Regions from separate parts of the Mus musculus genome. Here region 2 is linked to region 1. A link is a contact called in public promoter capture Hi-C data. All regions are on one chromosome and are shown on one strand. The core of a region is the stretch at or near the end of the contact, and the rest is flanking DNA. Distances in the headings are between cores, read along the strand shown. Region 1 holds the start of Ttc38 (tetratricopeptide repeat domain 38). Region 2 has its middle 10 kb from the start of Gm22818.

Evidence for each region. Promoter capture Hi-C pulls out the DNA fragments that hold promoters and counts their contacts.
Region 2: a promoter capture Hi-C map of pre-B cells shows a contact between it and region 1. The contact joins the enhancer-like site here to the promoter of Ttc38 in region 1. A contact is called at or near these places in 1 of 39 promoter capture datasets (pre-B cells), 1 of 115 datasets of contacts at active chromatin or transcription factors (the 230-238 cell line) and 1 of 9 other capture datasets (liver).

Annotation. Positions count from the first base shown.
Region 1 is chr15:85,829,124-85,834,468 of GRCm38.p6, forward strand. Ttc38 (tetratricopeptide repeat domain 38) reads left to right here and starts at 3,181. Exons shown (of 14, transcript NM_001033337.4): 1 at 3,181-3,296; 2 at 4,024-4,101. The coding sequence starts at 3,276.
Region 2 is chr15:86,199,845-86,205,229 of GRCm38.p6, forward strand. No RefSeq gene overlaps it. Among named protein-coding and RNA genes, the nearest start is that of Gm22818, 10 kb to the right of the region's middle. Within about 2 kb of position 2,982, at least 157 of the 459 cell types and tissues checked have an H3K27ac peak or open chromatin away from gene starts, as enhancers often do. A contact at or near this core is called in the 230-238 cell line, liver and pre-B cells, where this site is marked.

The sequences.
Region 1 (5,345 bases), core at 1,931-4,430:
GGGGGAAGACACGACCCAGACCAAGGTTTGTGGTCTCATGAAAAGATTCTTCTCTCTCACTCTGTGGCCATCTGCAGACCTGGAAGTAGGGTCTCTCCAAGCCCTCCCCCATGCTGTTGTCCTGACCCTGCGCTCTCAGCCTCCAGAATGGGAGACATAAAACTTGGAGCCCTAGATTAGAAGTGCTTGGTACCTTTTTTCCACTAGTAATTGACAGGTAATACATACTAAAACTTGGAATTTGCTCCACACTAACTTCTCCATGCCCCGGCTCTGACGTTTGCTGCCTCCTCAACGTACTTCTGGCCACCAAAGTGGAAACGCACTGTGAGATTGATACCATTGGGCGGGCTGCACATACCTGAACCTGGCTCCTCCCTGAGAACTTTTGGGACTTCCTGAGGGTCCCCCTTCTCACCTGGGGTCCCTCAGTTAACCAGGACTTTCCTAGGGATTCTTCAGCCCTGGGTTTGCAGAGTTTAGGCCAGCCTACCCTCCTGGGCAAGGCTAGAGCAAACATGGACACCAGTTGTACTCTGACCTACTGGGAGTGTCCCTTCCCACTATAGTCCTGCTCCTGCTTCTGCCTCAGAGCTACAGCCACCATCACACAGCCGCTTGTGGGCCCAGAGGTGCAGGCCAGAGGCCCTGAGGAAGTTCCTGCTATTCAATAGGGATGGGGGGGCGGGGTACCGCACTATGGTGGCATCTCCGGGGAGGTCTTAAAGACACCCTCTGCTGCCTTTTCGCAGTCTGTTGTCTGAAGAAGACAAGGGAAACCCAGGCCCTCTCTGGTCTCCTAAAAGGCTTCTTTAACTTGTTTTGTTTTGTGGCGGGTGTGTGTGTGTGTGTGGGGGGGAATGGGAAGGGTGGGTCAGACAAATACATGCAGGTGTGGATCAGAGGACAGCTTGCAGGGGGAATTAACTCAAAAGTCTTGGCAGCAATGCACCCTTCCCACCCAGCCACCTCCTCCGCCCCCCCCCCCCCAGCTTTTTGTCAATGTTGCTTTTTGTTGTTTAATTTTTAGTTACTTTGTTAGTGGGTTCTTAGTTCATTGGTCTCCTCATAATATCTCCTCTGGCTCAGGCTTCTCCTGGCTCAACTGTCACCAACTGTCTTCTCAGTGGGCTAGCCCAATTCACTTTCAAACTGTCTTACTATTTTCTCTTCTCCTCTCTCCGATCCTCTCCCCTCCTCTCCCCTCCCCTCCCCTGCCCTCCCCTCCCCTGCCCTCCCCTCCCCTCTTCTCTTCTCCAGTACAGTCTTCTTTCTTCCTGCATCAACTATCTTCTCTGACCTGTCTCTTCTGTCTCCTGGACCCTACTCCTACCTCTTCCCCAATCCTATTCTCTCTCCTCACCACTCTCTGCTGGCTTTTTATATCCTCTCCCATTCCCAGCAGTCCAAGAGCTAGATGGTCCATGGAGAGCCAAGGGTCATTTAAAGGGCCAGGCACGTAAAATACTGCATACTCTGCCCAGCCCCTTGGCTTCTTCGTGGCGTCTTGGGGCCGCCTGGTTATGCAGGAATGGAACGCTGATGATTTGAGTCCTGGATCACTCCGACTTCTCAGCCTCCAGATTCTTCTCCAAAATGATGGTCTTGGTTGACACCAGAGTGTGGGAAATAAGGGAACAGAGAATTCGACTGATTCGGGTGAAAAATTCAAGGGGACAGGACACAAAAAACTCATTCATCAAGACAGTGTCTTTACTGAAGTACTATTCACATAAAGCTACCCATTTAGAAGGGTAAAGCTACAAGATATTAAGTACAAACTCAATGGGTTTTTTGTTGTTGTTGTTTTGTTTTGTTTTGTTTTCGAGACAGGGTTTCTCTGTATAGCCCTGGCTGTCCTGGAACTCACTCTGTAGACCAGGCTGGACTCAGAAATCCACCTGCCTCTGTCTCCCAAGTGCTAGGATTAAAGGCATGCACCACCATGCCCAGCCAAACTCATTTTACAGTCAAATATCTTGTTACCCCAAAAGACAATCCTACTAGCACTGACTGTTACCACTCATCCTCTCCAACCCTGGCCTCCAGCCGCCTGCCTTCTGTCTCTATGGTTCTGGTATTCTGGATGTTTAACATATACCTGATGATGGTGATGATGGTGGTGGTGGTGATGATGAAGAGGAGGAGGAGGATGTGTGTGTATTCTTTTGTGTCCGATTTCTTTTCTTTTTTTTTTTTTTTCTTTTTTTGAGACAGGGTTTCTCTGTGTAGCTCTGGCTGTCTTGGAACTCACTCTTAGACCAGGCTGGACTCAGAAATCCACCTGCCTCTACCTCCCAGTGCTAGGATTAAAGGCGTGCGCCACCACTGCCCGGCTTGTGTCTGATTTCTTTCACTTAGCGATAGCATTATGAATTTTCCAGCCTCTCCACCCTCACTGCCCAGCTGACTCCCACAAAATGTCTGGAAGCTCCTACAGAGAGGAAGGGGAGAGGGAGACTGTCCCAGGGCAGCAGAGAGTTTTGAGTGAAGCTTGTCAATGGCTTAGCCAAAAATTGAGCAGCGAGTGCCTGAGGCTGGGCAAGTGGAGGAAAGCTTCCTAGAACTTTCCAGTGACAGCCAGGCCTGGTGGGAGGGACAGGTCTGTAATGCTGACAGCTCGAGGCAAGCAGATTGAAAGTTCAAGACCTGCTTCGGCCACAAAGCTGATCTAAGATTGGCCTGAGCAATTAAGTGGGATCCTAATTCAAAACGGGGATGGGGGACGGGGGATGGGGTACAGCTCTTGACTAGATGCACGAGGCTCCAAGATTGGCCCAGAACTCCCATGCCTCCCTCTGGCCCAGTGAAGGAGACTGGGAGAGGCTGGACAGCAAGCACCCATGCCATCAGATGAGCAAGAAAGATCCTGGAATTTAAACCTAAGCTGGGCACCTCTACCCACGTGGGGTTCAGGAGTAGAGGCTGCAGCTGCCAGGCTAGTTTTGAGCACCTCACCTGGGAAATGCGACCGGTTATACCCTCCCATTCTCTTTACCCCCACCCATTCCTCCTCCCCTTCCTCCCACACCCACACCTACACCCACACCTCCCACATCCACCAGGGAACCTGTGGGTCGGAGAGATCTGACCCTGAGATGAGCTGCGCATGTGCGTCCCAAGCCACCAATGAGAGATCCGGATAGCGCGGCCGCCCTCGCTTCGCCCCGCTCCGCCCCCTTCCGCAATCAATAACACCCTCACTTCCCCAGACCCTCTCAGAGACTCCAAAAGCTTTGACCGGTGCTGTCACTCTGCAGACCAAAGCTATAATCATGTCACTGCGAGACTGCCAGGTACGCGCACCGGTTCGGCTGGGTCCTCCTCGGTCCGGGAGTTGACCCAGCGCCGAGCTGTTGAGATCAAACCTATAGGTCACCCGGAGTCAGGCAGGGAACCTGGACCTGAGCTCGCTGTGCATAGGCAGCCCAGGGTGGACTCCAAAGTGGTTCCCAGTCAAGTGCACCGGTGGAAGCTTGTGAACTGGGTTTGAATGCAGGAAACGGTTCATTGAAGCCACCCATTTGGGGGGCCCGGGTTTTGAACCCATTTTTTAGACCAGGAAGATGCTTGCCCCAGCCACCTGATTTCCAAGTCTTGGGGAAGTGCAGCCTTTTGCTTGCCAGGACTTAAGGGCATGTCCCACGCCCAAGGGTGATCCGGGCACTGTGCACCCTGACGGCTGTCAGGTCACCGAGGGCAGGCAGCCTTAGTAATCTGAAGGTTTTGCAACTGCAGGTTGCAATGGGAGAGGAGATGCTAGGCGTTGGCAGGTAGTACACCCCTTACTAGGCCTGTGACAAGCCAGACATCCTTCAAGTTACACATTTGAACTCTGACCTCCTCCACCAGGGGCCAGGCTTCCTACCGTTCCTGGTAATGACCCTCCTATTTGCTGTCTGCCTTCTGGCTGACCCTTGAACTCACCTCATTGGACCCTCTAAGGTATTTTACAGAGTAGTAAAACCAAGAGTTTGGGGGCCTCAGCCGAGGAAAACCTGGTGTCCCTTTCCTGTTGTGTAGGCGTGGAAGAATGCTGGGCTCCCACTCTCAACCACAAGCAATGAAGCCTGCAAGCTGTTCGATGCCACCTTGACTCAGGTATGCAGGCCCAAGAGACTCAGGGCCCCTTCTTGAACGGTTCTGAGGGGGGCTTTTGATTGGTGAATGGTCTGTAAACCCCACTGCAGAGAAGAGCTGACCTCTGCCACAGAGGTCCAACAATATGGGAAGCATCTCTGCCAGTCCCAGCTGCCTTGTCCCTAAGGTTCCCAGTTCAAGGGTGGACAGCAATGGATGCCCCAAGGGGGCCTGGAAATGTTGAGCTGCCACAAAGGCATGAGGTGTTCTGAAGCTTTTACCATGTTAGCTGGACCGGGGCTTCCCAGCCGTTCCCAGTCATTGCTACACTAGTGAAGTATTCTATAGTAAAAAGACTTGGGCACTTACAGGAGAGGGGCCAGGGTCTCAGCCGCTTTCTTACCAGATTGGATAAAGGAGACTCAGAGAACTGAACTGACGAGCCAAACGTTATACATCAGAGGCAGAGCCAAGGTGTGCCTGAGTCTGAAGACACAGATAGAAAGCAGAGGCTGGGGCTAGAGATGGCTCAGTGGTGAAGAGCACTGACTGCTCTTCCAGAGGTCTTGAGTTCAAATCCCAGCAACCACGTGGTGGCTCACAACCATGTGTAATGGGTTCCGATGCCCTCTTCTGGTGTGTCTGAGGACAGCTACAGTGTACTCATATACATAAAATAAAATTTTTTAAAAAAGAAAAGAAAGCAAAGACTAGCCTTTCCAGCCTTCTCGTCTCTAACTGTAGTGAACACCGACCATGCTCTTTCCGTTTGGTTTCTACTGTAGCCCAGCCTGGCCTGGAATCTACAGCGATCCTCCTGACTCAGTCTCTGGGATTATGGGTGTAAGCCACCGTGCCCAGTTTAGGAATTATTTCTGAGAGAAATGAAGCAGAAATTGTGTGAGTGGACTCCGTGGCTCCTCTTAATGCTGAAGGAGGGGGCGTACCACACCTCTTGGGAGGGGCCTGCTTTCCCTCAGTTCTTTACTGTCAGTGAGCATCCCCAGGAAGTGTCATCCAATCACGTGTCTCTAGTCTCTTCCTAGAGGACTCACTAAGTTAGACCCCTTTTGGGTGAGGGTCCAGAAAATGCTCAGTGTTCTAGAAAGAAAAATAACTCAGGTCTGGGACTCCCTCAGTAGTAGAGAGCTGTGTGAGACTGAGTTTGATCCCCAGCACTCCTGATCAATAATTAGTTAATTAATTAATCAATCTGAGTTTGGATACATGCCCTCACTGATACTAAGAGCCGTGAGGGCAGATTG
Region 2 (5,385 bases), core at 1,732-4,231, 370 kb after region 1:
GGGATACAGGAATCCAGGGGGGATCTCTCTGGGTCCTACATGCTGATTGTGGGGCCTGGACTGTGCTCCCACATTCAAACAGAAGCTTGGCTCTCAGTGAACAGAGCCCAGGCTGCTGGGCCACCCTGTAGCTAACTGTTCTTGGTCGTGTCAGAATGGAGATCAGTCTCTTTTAGGAGTACCTTTCTGACCTGTGGCCAGTCACAGCCCCAGAAACCATCCCTGGACGGAAAGGGAGTCTCAGAAAGCCCCTAACCCATCTGTTCCTTCACATTATCTCCTCCTCCTCCTCTTCCTCCTCCTCCTCCTCTTCCTCCTCCTCCTCCACTCTCTCTGCTGGAGGGAGGAGGGTGCTCACTCTGGCTGGAGTGGAGAGGCAGAGATGGCAGAGTGGAGGGCATAGCTCAGCATTAAAGCAGTCACAAGCTCTGGGTTTCATCTCCACCACTGTGAAAAATAAATGAACAAATGAATGATTAACGAATTGTTTAAAATAAAAACAAAGCATCGTGCTGGGGAGGCAGCTCCAGTTGGTGCAGTGCCAGTCACAGAAGCATGAGGGCTCACGTTCAACTCCCAGAACCCACTCAAAAGAGGTTGGGTGAGCTGGTGTGAGCTTGTAATTCCAGAGCTGGGGAGGCGGTGACAGGGGCATCCCTGGTGTTTGATCAGGTTTGGGTTCCAGGTTCAGTGAAAGAAAAAAGAAAAGAAAAGAACAAAGAAAAGAAGAGAAAAGAAAAGAAAGGAAAGGAAAGGAAAAGAAAAAGCAAGGTGAAAAGAAACGGAGGTAGGTACCTGATGTTGGCATTTTGTCTAGGCTCCGCCCCACGGTTACCTGGCAACAGCCAGGTGTGACTGACTCTATAAAAGGGGCTGCTTGCTGCCTCCTCTCTCTTGCCTTTTTGTTCCTGCTCTGTCCTCTTGTCCCTTACCCTCTTTCTCCCCACTCCCCTCCCCTCTCTCTACTTGCTCATGGCCGGCATGAGGCACCCGCTTCCCCCACACCTGACTGCACACCCACCAAACACCTGACATCAACCTGTGCCTTCTATACATACCCTCTGCCACATGTGCACACACGTGTAAATGCACACACACACACACACACACACACACACACACACACACACACACACACAGTAGAGGGGCTCCAGCCATAGCCTCGGCTAGCAACAGAGGGCTAGTTCGTGACATCCTTGAATGATTCGCTGGCCTCCAGTCTCCAGCTTGCCCACTTGCAAGGGGGATAGTTCAGGGTGGAGCAATGGAATTCCCCCACCGGCTGTGACTGTTTGTTGTGTACATTCTGTGACAGTCCTGGGAGCAACAAGCCTGTGTCACAGGGACAAGTTTTAGGTGCACAGAGCTTGCTTGGCTTGCTGCCTAAACTTGTACAGAAAGAAATCCACCTCCTTCCTCTTTAGAAAAGGAAATAGCCTGGAGTAAACACGAGTGTGTCACTGACTATCTAGCCATAGGGAGACATTAGAAAGAGACCCCCTGCAGGTCAGGCAGATCCAAAGCTGCAGGATCTACATGACACAGAGCAACAACAGGATATCCTAGAGGAGTCCCGGTGAGGATGCAGTGTAGATAGCTTAGTCAAAGCAAGCGAGAGGCCTCAAACCAAACCAGTGACTCATTGTAATGGACATTTGCAAGTAAAGATGTGTGGACAAAAAGAATATGCTGTGTGACACGCTGTGACACGCTATAGCTTCCACCATGAGACTTTTGTTTGTTGGGAGGGTTCTTTTTGCTTTGTTTTTGTTTTCTATTTTAATTTAGTTTCTTTTGTGGGGGAGGTTGCAAGGGCGGAGGGTGGATATGAAGGGATGGGGAGATGAGTGGAATTGGAGCGCATGATGCCATTCACAAAGAATCAATAAAAAGGTTAAATAAGAAAGGAGAAAGAAAGAGACCCCTTTGCCAGGCTGCCACCATCCCATGGGGGCCAACAGTCTCCGAATTAGGACAGCAGGAGCAGCTGACGGCCAGGGCAGGAATCCTCTGTGACCAATCACCCGTGCATTGTGCCTTAAGGAAGTGGGACTGAGCCTGGCATGGTGCCATCGGATCGCTCACGGACTTGAGGAGGATCTGTCTGGTACTGGGGACCCTCAGTCCTACAGATTCTCAGAATCCTTCTTGGAAGAGATGTTTGTTGAGTTGCCTTTGTGCTAAGTAAAGTCCAGTCCCAGGACTTGTCAGGAGACTGCATCTCACCAGGGCAATTCCCCAGTTATTGCTTCTTTGATTTTTACTTATGAGGTATGCAAGATGGAGCAGGTTCCCTCTTTTACAGATGGGTGTGGTTAGGCTCAGAGAGAGGCTGACTAGGATATGCTTGAGTCCCATGAAGCTTGGGCCACCTAAGAGACAGCTCTGGGATCCTACACATGCCCCAGAAAGACATCATCAAGTCAACTGGCACTCGGGACAGGAAAGCATCCGGTGGAAAGCACAAACTGGAGAAATGAGCCTTGGAAATGGGGGTTGGAAACCCTGGGGCTGTGGGGCTCCAGGGGTCTCAGCAACAGGTTGAAAGGATCCTGGAGTCAATGCAGAGAGGACTGGGCAAAGGGAGAAAAAGAAGGAACCCTCTGAGAAGTCTGAACCTAACAGCAGTCCTGGTGTCCCATAGACACCCAGAGCCACTGATGGTTCTTGAGCTACCATTGTGTGATGGGCCACACGTCTCTGGAGAAGAATGGGCCGTCATGGTGGGGAGAGATTCCTGGGGGAAGCTGGTGGGAGTCAGGGTCCTCTCCCTTGGTTTGCATAGTCCCTGCTGTGCCATGGGCAGGACCCTTGGCAGGTTGGAAAACCAGCTGTGGCTGGGACAGGCAATAGCAGCATCTGGGGCCAGTGACTGACAGGAGTCAGAGAGAAAAATAAGGAAGTGGGCAGGGCGTGCTCTCAAGCCCAGCTCCGGCTCTGTCTGCCACGTCCTCCCTGGCATCTGCCTGCTGCCTGCAAACCACATTCCAGCTTTGACAGCCCTTAGGAAGGAGCCCTGAGCTGAGAACCCACAGTGGGTAGCCTAGGGTTGAGGATCTATCTAGTTGCTCAATTTCGGCTTTAAAAAAAAGAGGAGGCTCTGACTCAGCTCTCTGTTCCCTTTAACCTCTCCCCTCTCTACTCCAGTTCTCCCCCCGCCCCACCCCACTCATCTGCCTCCCCCAGATCTCGACAGAAGGTCTGTGGGTTGGGCGGGGCAGAAACCATAATCCTCAATTTATAGGCTGGAAAGGTGAAGCCCAGGCCACTTCCCCACCCCCTCCCAACACTACCAAGTCTGCACCAGAAAGGACAAGACCCAGCCCTGAGCTAAGCCCATTCTTCTCACCCCAGAAGAACCTGAAGACCTGACTCTGACCCTTTCACCCCTCCACTGTAAACTGGGTGGTAGGATCAGGAAGGGCCAAGAGTGTCCTGTGCTTTGGGACAAGGCTTCTGTGGCTCTATAGCCTTCTGGGTCTAGTTTATTTGATGAGCATGCTCTGAACATCCAGCCTGCTGCTGACCAGAGACACTGTGAGGAAGGTTGTCGCCTGCTGGGCTATCCACCTAGCCAGAACTGTGAGGCTAGAACGAGGAGCTGGGTTTCAGACACAGTCCGTCTGAGGACTTGCTAGATGCAGAACGAGCAGTGAGGATAACAGACCGTATGGCAGCCTCTACTCAAGGGGTCCAGTTCCCTGCTGGAGATGAGTCCTTTGCCTGCCATAGTGGGCTATCTGCTGGCCAATCCCTTCCACACAGGGCTTGGCATCCAAAGTGGATATGCTTAGCAGTAACTTCCCCAACCTCCCACCCTCCCACTGCCTTGTGAGGGTCAGGAGAGGGAAGCAAAGATGGTTAGGAGCCTGGCGGTGGTGGCACATATGTTTAATCCCAGCACTCAGGAGGTAGAGGCAGGGCAGAGCTCTGTGAGTTCGGGGCCAGCCTGCTCTACAGCGAAACCCTGTCTCTAAGAACCAGAAAACTGGTTAAGGGAGGACTTTGGGTTCCATGCAGGCATAAGAGGTCCTGCTTCCATGGGGCTCCTTGACACTGCCAAGGCTCCTCATCTCCAACACATTTTCTTATTGAGCAGCTCCACCCCAGGCAGCCTAAGACACTCATTCTTTCTGGATAGTGCTCTTCCCTGGTGGTAGGCTGCCCTTAGCCCAATCCTTCATCTAGCAGCAAGAGAGGGAGGGACAGCTGCAGGACTGACCCTGGCCTGAGTCACAGGGTCATGGCCTCTGTCAACAGCCCTGGGGTTGCAGAAGCTGTGGAGGCTGGGTGCTTCCCCCCCCTAGGAGTCTGTTCTCTTCTTCAGTACCCAGAGATGTGAAGACCACAGCAGCTCAAGGATGAAAGGGGGCCAGGAAGCAGGAAGCTGGAGAGAGCGAGGGTGGAGCCTGCCCAGGGTTGGCCTCCAGGGCCTCTTCCCAGCTGCACTGTGTGTCATCAAGGTCATTGTAACATTTTCCTGTAATTAAGAGCAAGGAGAGAAGGGCTCAGGAAGAGTTGGATCCAAGTGGCAAAAGCTCCACTGAAGTTTTCTTTCCTTTCTCCTGTCGCGCATGCGTGCGGGTTTGTTCTCCCTCTCCTGCGCAAATGGAGGAACCTAGTCCCCGCCCCCTCCTGCACTCTGAGCCTCCCATTTGACAGTTGCTGCCTTTGGGGACAACTCACAGTGTCAGACACTCACTGCTTCTCCAGGTGTCACTCCGGAAAACCCTGGGGCCAATGAGACCGAGACAACACTAAGGAGCCGTGTGCATGGGGTCGGAGGGGCTTGCTCACCAGAGCCAGGGTGTGCAGCGCCTGGACAGACGCTCTCGCGGTGCTCTCTCTGCTGCCAGGGAACTCTTTCTGACTTACCTGTCCACTTGTGTGATACATTCATCCTGAAAGTCCCCTGGTTGTCCCAGCTTGTTCAATGTATCAGATACATCCATCCAGCATCTCTGCCCTGGACCCTCTTTGTTTTGCAATAAGACAATTTAAATATCTTATGAATTGAAAATAGACAAACTATCAGACACCTCAAAGGCTGGAACTCTTCAAACCCCACTTGCAGAAATCGCAGTGAACCAACCTCACTGGGAACAAGGGGATGCTGACATGAGGAGATTACAATGGGCTGGTGTAGTGGTTTGAATAGGTTTGCCCCCCCCCCCCAAGTGTTTGAATGCTTGGCCCATGGGGAGTTGCACTAGTAGGAAGTGTGGGCCAAGTTATAGAAGGCGTGGCCTTGTTGGAGGAGGTGTGTCATTGTTGGGGTGGGCTTTGAGGTTTCTATGTTCAGGCTTCTCTCAGTGGGTAAGATAATCTCCTCCTGGCTGCCTTCAGATCAAGATGTAGAACTGGGCTTCTCCAGCACCATGTCTG